Regions from separate parts of the Ovis aries genome. Here region 1 is linked to region 2. Evidence: chromatin contacts called from public Hi-C data. All regions are on one chromosome and are shown on one strand. The core of a region is the stretch at or near the end of the contact, and the rest is flanking DNA. Distances in the headings are between cores, read along the strand shown. Region 1 holds the start of TRIM2 (tripartite motif containing 2). Region 2 overlaps TRIM2 (tripartite motif containing 2).

The links. A called contact is a pair of places that touch in the nucleus more often than the background predicts.
Region 1: a Hi-C map of hypothalamus shows a contact between it and region 2, with 3 times the contacts expected there. The contact joins the promoter of TRIM2 here to the enhancer-like site in region 2. A contact is called at or near these places in 2 of 16 Hi-C or Micro-C datasets (hypothalamus and skin fibroblasts).

Annotation. Positions count from the first base shown.
Region 1 is chr17:4,713,496-4,717,545 of ARS-UI_Ramb_v3.0, reverse strand. It overlaps TRIM2 (tripartite motif containing 2), which reads left to right and starts at 2,315. Exons shown (of 12, transcript XM_060400930.1): 1 at 2,315-2,511. LOC114118833 (a long non-coding RNA gene) reads right to left here and starts at 2,282. Exons shown (of 4, transcript XR_003591973.3): 1 at 2,224-2,282.
Region 2 is chr17:4,647,427-4,651,910 of ARS-UI_Ramb_v3.0, reverse strand. The region is part of intron 1 of TRIM2 (tripartite motif containing 2); the gene reads left to right. Among named protein-coding and RNA genes, the nearest start is that of TRIM2, 66 kb to the left of the region's middle. Within about 2 kb of position 1,325, at least 13 of the 54 cell types and tissues checked have an H3K27ac peak or open chromatin away from gene starts, as enhancers often do. A contact at or near this core is called in hypothalamus, where this site is marked.

The DNA of each region.
Region 1 (4,050 bases), core at 1,066-3,565, 65 kb before region 2:
AAAATATCGGCAAGTGTAAAGAAAATACAGACACGTGACATAGGCAAGTGTAAAGCCAAGAATTTCCCTGCATCATCGCTGTCATATGTACAAAGACACACATGCGTAACTTTGAAAGAATTGGGATCACAACTATCTACTGTTTTGCATTACAGTTAATATTACTAAGTAACATAATATTTTAAATATAATCATCTTGCTCTTTATTTTTGGAGAAAAATTTTTAATGGTTCATTGTACAGTGTTTTTTTAACCTCTTTATTATTCAGTTGCTTATTTGTGTCCGACTCTTTAAGACCCCATGGACTGCAGCACGCCAGGCTTCCCTGTCCTTCACCATCTCCCAGAGTTTGTTCAGACTCACGTCCATGGAGTCGATGATGTCATCAACTATCTCTTCCTTTGTCACCTGCTTCTCTTCCTGCCCTCAATCTTTCCCAGCATCAGGGTTTTTTCCAATGAGTCAGCTCTTCACATCAGATGGAGCCTCAGCTTCAGAATCAGCCATTCCAGTGAATATTCAGGGTTGATCTCCTTTAGGATTGACTGGTTTGATCTCCTTGCAGTCCAAGGGACTCTCAGGAGTTGTCTCCAGCACCACAAGTTGAAGGCATCAATTTTCCGGCACTCATATTTCTTTAAGGTCCAACTCTCACATCTGAACATGACTACTGGAAAAAATCATAGCTTTGACTAGACGGACCTACGTCAGCAAAGTGACGTCTATGCTTCTTAATACACTTTCTAGGTTTGTCATAGCTTTTCTTCCAAGGAGCAAGCGTCTTTTAATTTCACAGCTGCAGTCAACATCTGCAGTGATTTTGGAGCCCAAGAAAATAAAGTCTATCACTGTTTCCATTTTTTCCTCATTTTTGCCATGAAGTGATGGTATCAGATGCCATGATCTTAGCTTTTTGAACGTTAAGTGTTAAACCAGCTTTTCACTCTCCTTCTTCCACCTCATCAAGAGGCTCCTTAGCTCCTCTTCGCTTTCTGCCATTAGAGTGGTATCAGCTGAATATCTGAGGTTGTTGCTATTTCTCCTGGAAATCTTGGTTACAGTTTGTTATTTATCCAGCCTGGCATTTCCCATGACATACTCTACATATAAGTTAAATAAGCAGGTGACAATATACTGACTCGACATACTCCTTTTTAACACCTTTATCCCTATTCTTCCGTATTCTACAGTATTCACTGTTAATTTTTGTTAGATATGAAGATAATCTGCTTGACACTTTTATTTTCTCAAACTTGAAATGTAGTGAGAGAGAGAAGTGGATGTCTATCCTATTGCTGACTATACATTTTTTGGTTTAGAGCTCTTTTGCAAATAAACATTGCAATCACATGATTCCAAAGTTATGTGCTTCAAAGCAGATTTGGGATACAAAATGTGGATTTCCAAAACATGTAAATTAAATAGTTATTCTTGATGAAAATCTTTGCTTTCTGACAAAAATGACTTGTATGTTTTCTGTCACATAAACTGTTTTCTTAGAATATAGAAATATCACTTCCTTTATGAAAATTAGGCTCATGTGGAACTTTTAATAGAAATGCATTTATGACTTTTAAAGAGGTGTGTTTGTGTGGACACACACGTATATATGCAAATATGTATTTCAGTCTCAGCCCAGAGATTGATTGATGTCATTATATTATTACAATGTATGTAGTAAAATCTCATAAATTCAAATATACCATTGATTTCAAACTTATATTTGAAAAACAGAAGTTAGGGTAAGGAGAAACTAATATAGGGTATGTTTGTTTGTTTCTGCAATCCTATAATGCCTTGCACAAAGCACACCAGCTTGTTTCACTTTACTTTTGAATACCTGCTTATGGTTTGACGAGTATAAATTGCCTATGCCCAAAATTAACAAGGTAGAGTACTAACACTGAACGAACCTCTGAACAAATATGAAGAGTCTCATCCACACGTCTCCTTTTCCGCTCCCAAACCATCACTGAAATAGTTTAATTTTGTAACCATGTGTTTATCGTAACCTGCTATTCACAGAGGCCATCTGCAGTCAATTATTATTCCCAAGAGGTCTCCCCTTGGCGTCACTCTGTGGGCCTCTCCTCCCTTCTACCCGGAGCTGGTTAGTGCTCAGTCTGTGCAAAATAACTTTACAGTATCTTAAGCAGAATAAAGGAAAGTAATCATGCGACAGAGAATGATAGATCTGCTTCTAAAACCAAGCATGAACTCACTTGGTGCGGGCGCAGGGGGAGCTACGCGGTCCGCGGAGTCTGCGTCGCCCATTAACTCCACCCCCACGCAGGCTCCCGGGGCTCCGCCTCCAGTCCCAAACATCGCTGCCTGCCCTCCTGTTTCTGCCCTCCCGCCTTAGAGAATCTCTACATCTTTGATTTAAAGCAGGCGTCCATTGCCCCCCTCGGACCGCCTCATGCCAGGTCGCAGTTGTCCCGGTAACAGCGTGTCTGAAGGAAGAGCGGGCTCTCCGCAGTTTCCACGGAAACCACTCCCGGCAGAAGCAGGTGCGGCGGGCGCAGCCGGGCGGCGCGGGAAGGCGCCCTCGGGGCGGGGCGCGGGGGACCGCCCCCTGCGCCTGGTATGGGTGATATATATGCACCATATTTCATTAAGCACTGTCTTCGGTGGGCTATTTCACCGGCAGAACAGAACCACTAATTCCTTCCGTCTCGATACAAACCCAGTCGCTCTCGAGAAGCTGTCCGCGCTTTAGGGATGGCCCAAATCGAGGAGGGTCTGCAAAGGAGCCCTCCCCTCTCCTCCCCTAACAGTGATTCTGCTGGCCAGGGTCCTCTCGAGAGGCTGGAGCGTTCGTGTGCGCGACAGAACGTGAGGGAAACCCAGGTTGATGCGCTTCCTGCCCTTTGCATAGTGCCGGGATATTCTACCAGTGCCCAGAAAATCAAGTATTAATAGGTTTGAGGTTTGCTGCGTTGCTCTAAGTCAGTCCCCTTTACATTTGTGACGCAGGTTAGGTTAACTGGGAAGGCACTCGCCTCGTTTTGTTTCACAAGTATCGTTGGGAAGAGTATCAGATCTCTGCTCAGAGCGGTGAGGAAAGAACTGAGGTTTCTGGACAGTTCCTAGGTCAAGGCTGGCGTTTGACCCTTCTCCTGGTCCGTGCCTGGGCAGTCATTCCGGCCGCGGCATCGCCGGAGCTGACGCAGGGTGACAGCCGCGGCCGAACGCGCGCTTCTCGGCCCCTCGCCCGTCGTCTTTGTGTCTCTCGGGGCGGGAGGGGAGGGGCTGTCTGACACAGTTATTAAACCTGGCAGCTGCGTTGGCGGCACCGAGGCGCATTTTGAGTGAGCTTGCAGAAAATGAGGGGCTTCCAGCCGGGCACCGGCTTGCCACTTCTCGCTGCCTGAAAGGCGGGTTTCAGCGCGCTTTCTCTGGCTCCCGTTAGCAGCGGCCACTGAGAGCGCACGCACTTGGCGTAACAGTGGGAAACGTGAGTGTTTGCGGCTCCGCGCCGCGGGCCGGCGGCTCGGCTCCTAAGGCTTGCAGCCGGGTGGCGGGGACGCAGAGGCAGCGGAGGAGAGGCCGGCGCGCGGGGGGCCGGGCTGCGGGAGGGCCGCGCGCCGCCACGCCTGGTCCGTAGGTGGTGCGCGCCGGCGCCTCGAGGAGGCGACAGGCCGGGGGCTGCGAGAGGCGGCTGGGGCGCCCGGGGTCTGGCGCGCGCCCTGCGATCTGGGCCTGTGGTTTGGAGCCACATGCACAAAGACGTCGGACCTGGGGAGCAGGTGTAGACAGTCCTGGGCTGCCCCAGGCCCTCCGGTCCTTTTTGAGAGAGGGGAGGAGCTGCATTTTACGGATGGCTCGAAACAATGAGGTTAGGCCAGCGCTTCCCGGCCCCGGAGGACCTTTGCGCGCTGGCGGTGAGCATCTGGCCAGTCCCGTGGGGACCCCGGTGTGGCAGCGCCGCCGGGAGCTTCGCGCGCCTCCAGAGGTCGGTGCGTCCTCATCCCTTGGGGATTTCAGAGCCTCTTGGGGCTCAGGCCCCAATTCCTGAGCTCCCTCCCTCCCTTTTCCTCCTCGAACGC
Region 2 (4,484 bases), core at 76-2,575:
CTATCTAGGTTGGTCATAACTTTTCTTCCAAGGAGTAAGCGTCTTTTAATTTCATGACTACAGTCACCATCTGCAGTGATTTTGGAGCCCAGAAAAATAAAGTCTGACACTGTTTCCCCTGTTTCCCCATCTATTTCCCATGAAGTGATGGGACCGGATGCCATGATCTTCATTTTCTGAATGTTGAGCTTTAAGCCAACTTTTTCACTCTCCTCTTTCACTTTCATCAAGAGGCTTTTTAGCTCCTCTTCACTTTCTGCCATAAGGGTGATGTCATCTGCATATCTGAGGTTATTGATATTTCTCCCGGCAATCTTGATTCCAGCTTGTGTTTCTTCCAGCCCAGCGTTTCTCATGATGTACTCTGCATGTAAGTTAAATAAGCAGGGTGACAATATACAGCCTTGACGTACTCCTTTTCCTATTTGGAACCAGTTTGTTGTTCCATGTCCAGTTCTAACTGTTGCTCCCTGACCTGCATACAGATTTCTCAAGAGGAAGGTTAGATGGTCTGATATTCCCATCTCTTTCAGAATTTTCCACAGTTTATTGTGATCCACACAGTCAAGGCTTTGGCATAGTCAATAAAGCAGAAATAGATGTTTTTCTGGGACTCTCTTGCTTTTCCATGATCCAGCGGATGTTGGCAATTTGATCTCAGGTTCCTCTGCCTTTTCTAAAACCAGCGTGAACATCAGGGAGTTCACAGTTCACGTATTGCTGAAGCCTGGCTTGGAGAATTTTGAGCATTACTTTACTAGCATGTGAGATGATCTTACTGAGGAGCCTCCATCCGCAGAAGTCCTGTGAAATGTGCAAGGCAGCTCCTTCCACGGTCCTGGAGAGTTCCGGGGGCACTGGGACCATCTCTGCGTTTCCAGGAAGCCCAGCAGAGTTGAATCCCTTTGCTGTGTCACTGACACACAGGTTCTTCCACTGTGGACCAAGGGACAAGAACCAGGGCTCCCGGAATACAGGAGTCTTGCCCCATGCTCATCACTGCTGGATGATTCTGTTATCTTAAGAGCGTTTTGTAAGGAGAAGATAGCAGCCATCAGTGATGTCTTAGAAACGTGCCCCATTTCAGGATACCCTCAGGGAGAATAGCCATTGTCTTCTGGATATTCTCTGTGATCTGGGAAAGCGGAGGGGTGAAGCATAGATCTTAATTAATACTGGACCATTAGGAAGAGAAAATGGAGAGGCTCTTGGAAGGTAGCAGTGACCCTAAAAAGCCCCCGAGGCCGTGCGGGAACTTCGGCAAGGAAAGGCAGGGGCAGCCCGAGGAAAGCAGTGACCCTCCCACTCTCAGCCCGGGCACTGGACCAGCGGCGGAGGGGGCCGGGCCGCGCCCAGCTCCCCCATCCAGGCGGGCCCCAACATTCAGGGGACGCCGGCCTCCTTGCCCGTCGGGGTTCCCCCGTTACTGTCTGCACACAGACCTGGTGCCCATGTCGAGGGGCAGGGTCCCCAGGGCGGGGGTGGGGGATGCTGCTGCTTGGGAGGAGACCTGGGCTCAGCGCGGAACAGGACCGGGTGGAAGCGGAGCTGGAGGCCGGGATCCTTGACCTTGCCGCGAATTGAGCTCAGAGAAACGTCTCAGTACTTTCCGGGTTGCCAAGGCTAGTGCTGAACCCGCTCCTGCAGAGTGGAGACCACGGCCGCCTGTCCACACCGCTGAGGGCTCCAGGAGCCGGGTGGGGCAGGGGGTCCCGTCAGAGCCGCTCCCAGCCCTTTGCACGGACGCTGTCACTGCGCACCCCCTTCCTCCCCCAGGTGGACGCGAACCTCTCTTCTCGTCTCCGCTCCTGAGTCTCTAAAAAGCCCCAAGACGGGGGCTGGGGCTGGGGGGGCAGGGCTGGGAGAGGAAAAGAGGTGGAGGCTGCGGGGCTGGAGGGGAGCAGAGCCTTCCAGCTCCTTCCTCTCGCCTGGGCTGCTCTGTGGCTGCGGTGGGCCTTTCTTCCTTTGAATAAAAGCAGTCCTTTCAGGTGCTGCCCGCGGAATGGCTCTCTCCAGTTCGTAGCCCCAGGCGGAGGCCTAAGCCTCTGATTCCTTCTCTTAATTCCAGGGGAACGTGGGTTGTGTTCTCATATCCTCCAACTCTAGGCACGTCTGTCCCCAGACCTGGACCTGGAAGCTTTGTGTGTGTGCTGGGTCACCGGGCAATCGGGGGGACTAACGCTGATTAAACACCAGCTGTATGTTAGGGACTGTTCTGAGTGCTCTATGTATATGAACCGGTTAACCTTACAAGGGAGGTATTCTCCTTTGTTTTCAGGCGAGGGAACTGAGGCTCGGAGAATTAATAAAATTGTCCAGGATTACACGGCTGGTCTGGGGTAGACTGGCATTCTGGTTCCAGAAGCTGCGTTTTTAACCACTATGTGATACCGGGGAGGGGCGTTATATTCTTTATTTTGTATGTATTCGGACTCCTACTTCTGATTATTTAACGTCTTTCAAAATTTTCCCTGTTGTTAACAATGTAATGATGAGTGTTTCTGTAATAATAGCTAATGATTCTTACCATTTATTGCACTGCTAAGGGTGGCAGAGCCTGTTTCAAGTTCCTTATGCCTTGTAACTAATTCAGTGTTTGTGACTACTGTTAGTACCATGGAACCAATGAGGAAACTGAGGCCAGAGCAGTTGGTTAAACATTTTGTCCCAGGTGGCAGGATTAGGAAGTGGCAGAGTTATCTCAAAGCTTTTGTTCTTAGGATACTGTCTGTACATTTATCTGTGACCATATCTCTGATTCTGCTTCAGGAGACATTTTGAAGCTGGAATTACTAGAGCATAAGATAGAAATATTTTGAAGGATCTATATATATATCACAAAATTATTTGTCAGAAGCCAAGGATAGTTAGCTAATTTGTGTTCCCATGAATGCTGTGCAATTGACTAAGGAATCTAAAAGTTGAATGAGCCCCTGAGCAACGTGTCTATATACCTTTTGGACTTTTATCAGTTAATCTGGGCATTAACTATCGTTAATATTATTTCTAAGAAAATAAAATACATGTCTGGCTCAAAACTCCATTTTCAAGCAAGCATCTGGGGTGCTGGCAATGTTCTATTTCTTGGTTTGATAGTGTTTACCCTTTGTGGTTTCTTGCAATAAATAATTCATCAAGCTATTGCCTTAGAATTTGTGTACTTTTCTGTTTGTAATGTATACTTACTAAAAGTCCCCCCGCCTTAGGCCTCTGATTGAAGCCTAAATTCTTGTTGTTGTTGTTATTTATTTTTAATTTATTTTTAGTTTTAATTGGTGGCTAATTACTTTACAATATTGTGGTGGTTTTGCCATAGAGTCACATGAATCAGCCGTGGGTGTACATGGTTCACACATGGTGTACATGTGTTTCACCCATAAAAGTTTATTTTTAAACAGACTATCAAATATAACTGTTTGGAAGTTAGGAGATAGAACATATTGGAATCCATTGTAAGGAACAGGAAAATGACTCAGTTGCCATCATATTTTCTCCACATGTTGGCTAAAAGGAGATTTAAAAAGAAAGTTTCATGATTCCTTCTTTCTTTCCACTTCCAATGCAAGAATTAGACATTAAACCACAATAGTACTAAGAAATGCAGTTCAGAAAAAGTCCTTTTTTTGTCTTTGTTTTCTCCAAGAAAGGTTTTTTTTGGTTTGAAGCTTCCAAAGTATGACACAGATGTAAAGAATGCAAGGTTATGATGAGTGAGGTTTGGCGAGGTCTTGAGAACAGCGATCGCAATCCTGGAGAGAGTTGTGCTCTATCTTGTTTTTCTAATAAGGTCTCCCTTAATATTTGGTTTTGAGGCAGCGGGTTCTGTGATATGGCCTGATGCGTTCAGCAATGGCCCTAGAGACTCAGGTACATCTTTCCATAGCTAATGGATCCAGCCCAGGAAGATCAGAATATCATCCTTTCAGAAAACATTCTAGGGAAGTACCTTCTTACTCTAATGGAAGCCAGTAGCAATTGCCTTGTCAAGCTTCCAGTTTGTTAAAATATCATTTTAGTGCTTATTTCCCTCTGATGACTTTATGTTTGACATAAAAGTAATTGTTTAACCCCATTCAATTTCTTAGTTCCTGGACTCTAGCTGTAGTTTTCCTCAGTTTTTATTCCTCTGCCACAGAGGACCAAAGTGGCTTCAGGATGAAGGCCTTTCCTGAAGAGACAAGAAGCCATGTTTCCCAATTCTTCCTTTAGTTTCTAGCCCCTCGGTGTCCCACCTTGAGAGTCTTTGAGTTCTTTGATCGAGTTACCAGTATTCCTTTATTTGAGCTGACTTTCTTCCATTTCTACCCAACATCCCACCATTACCTCTGTGTCAGGCTGCCGTCACAAAACACCACAGGCTGGGTGGCTTAAATAACAGAAATGAGTTTTCTCTCAGTTCTGAAACTGGAAGTTCAAGATCAAAGTGCCTCTCGGAGCAGGTTCTGATGAGAGCCCTCTTCCTGGTTAGCAGAAGCAGCCTGCTC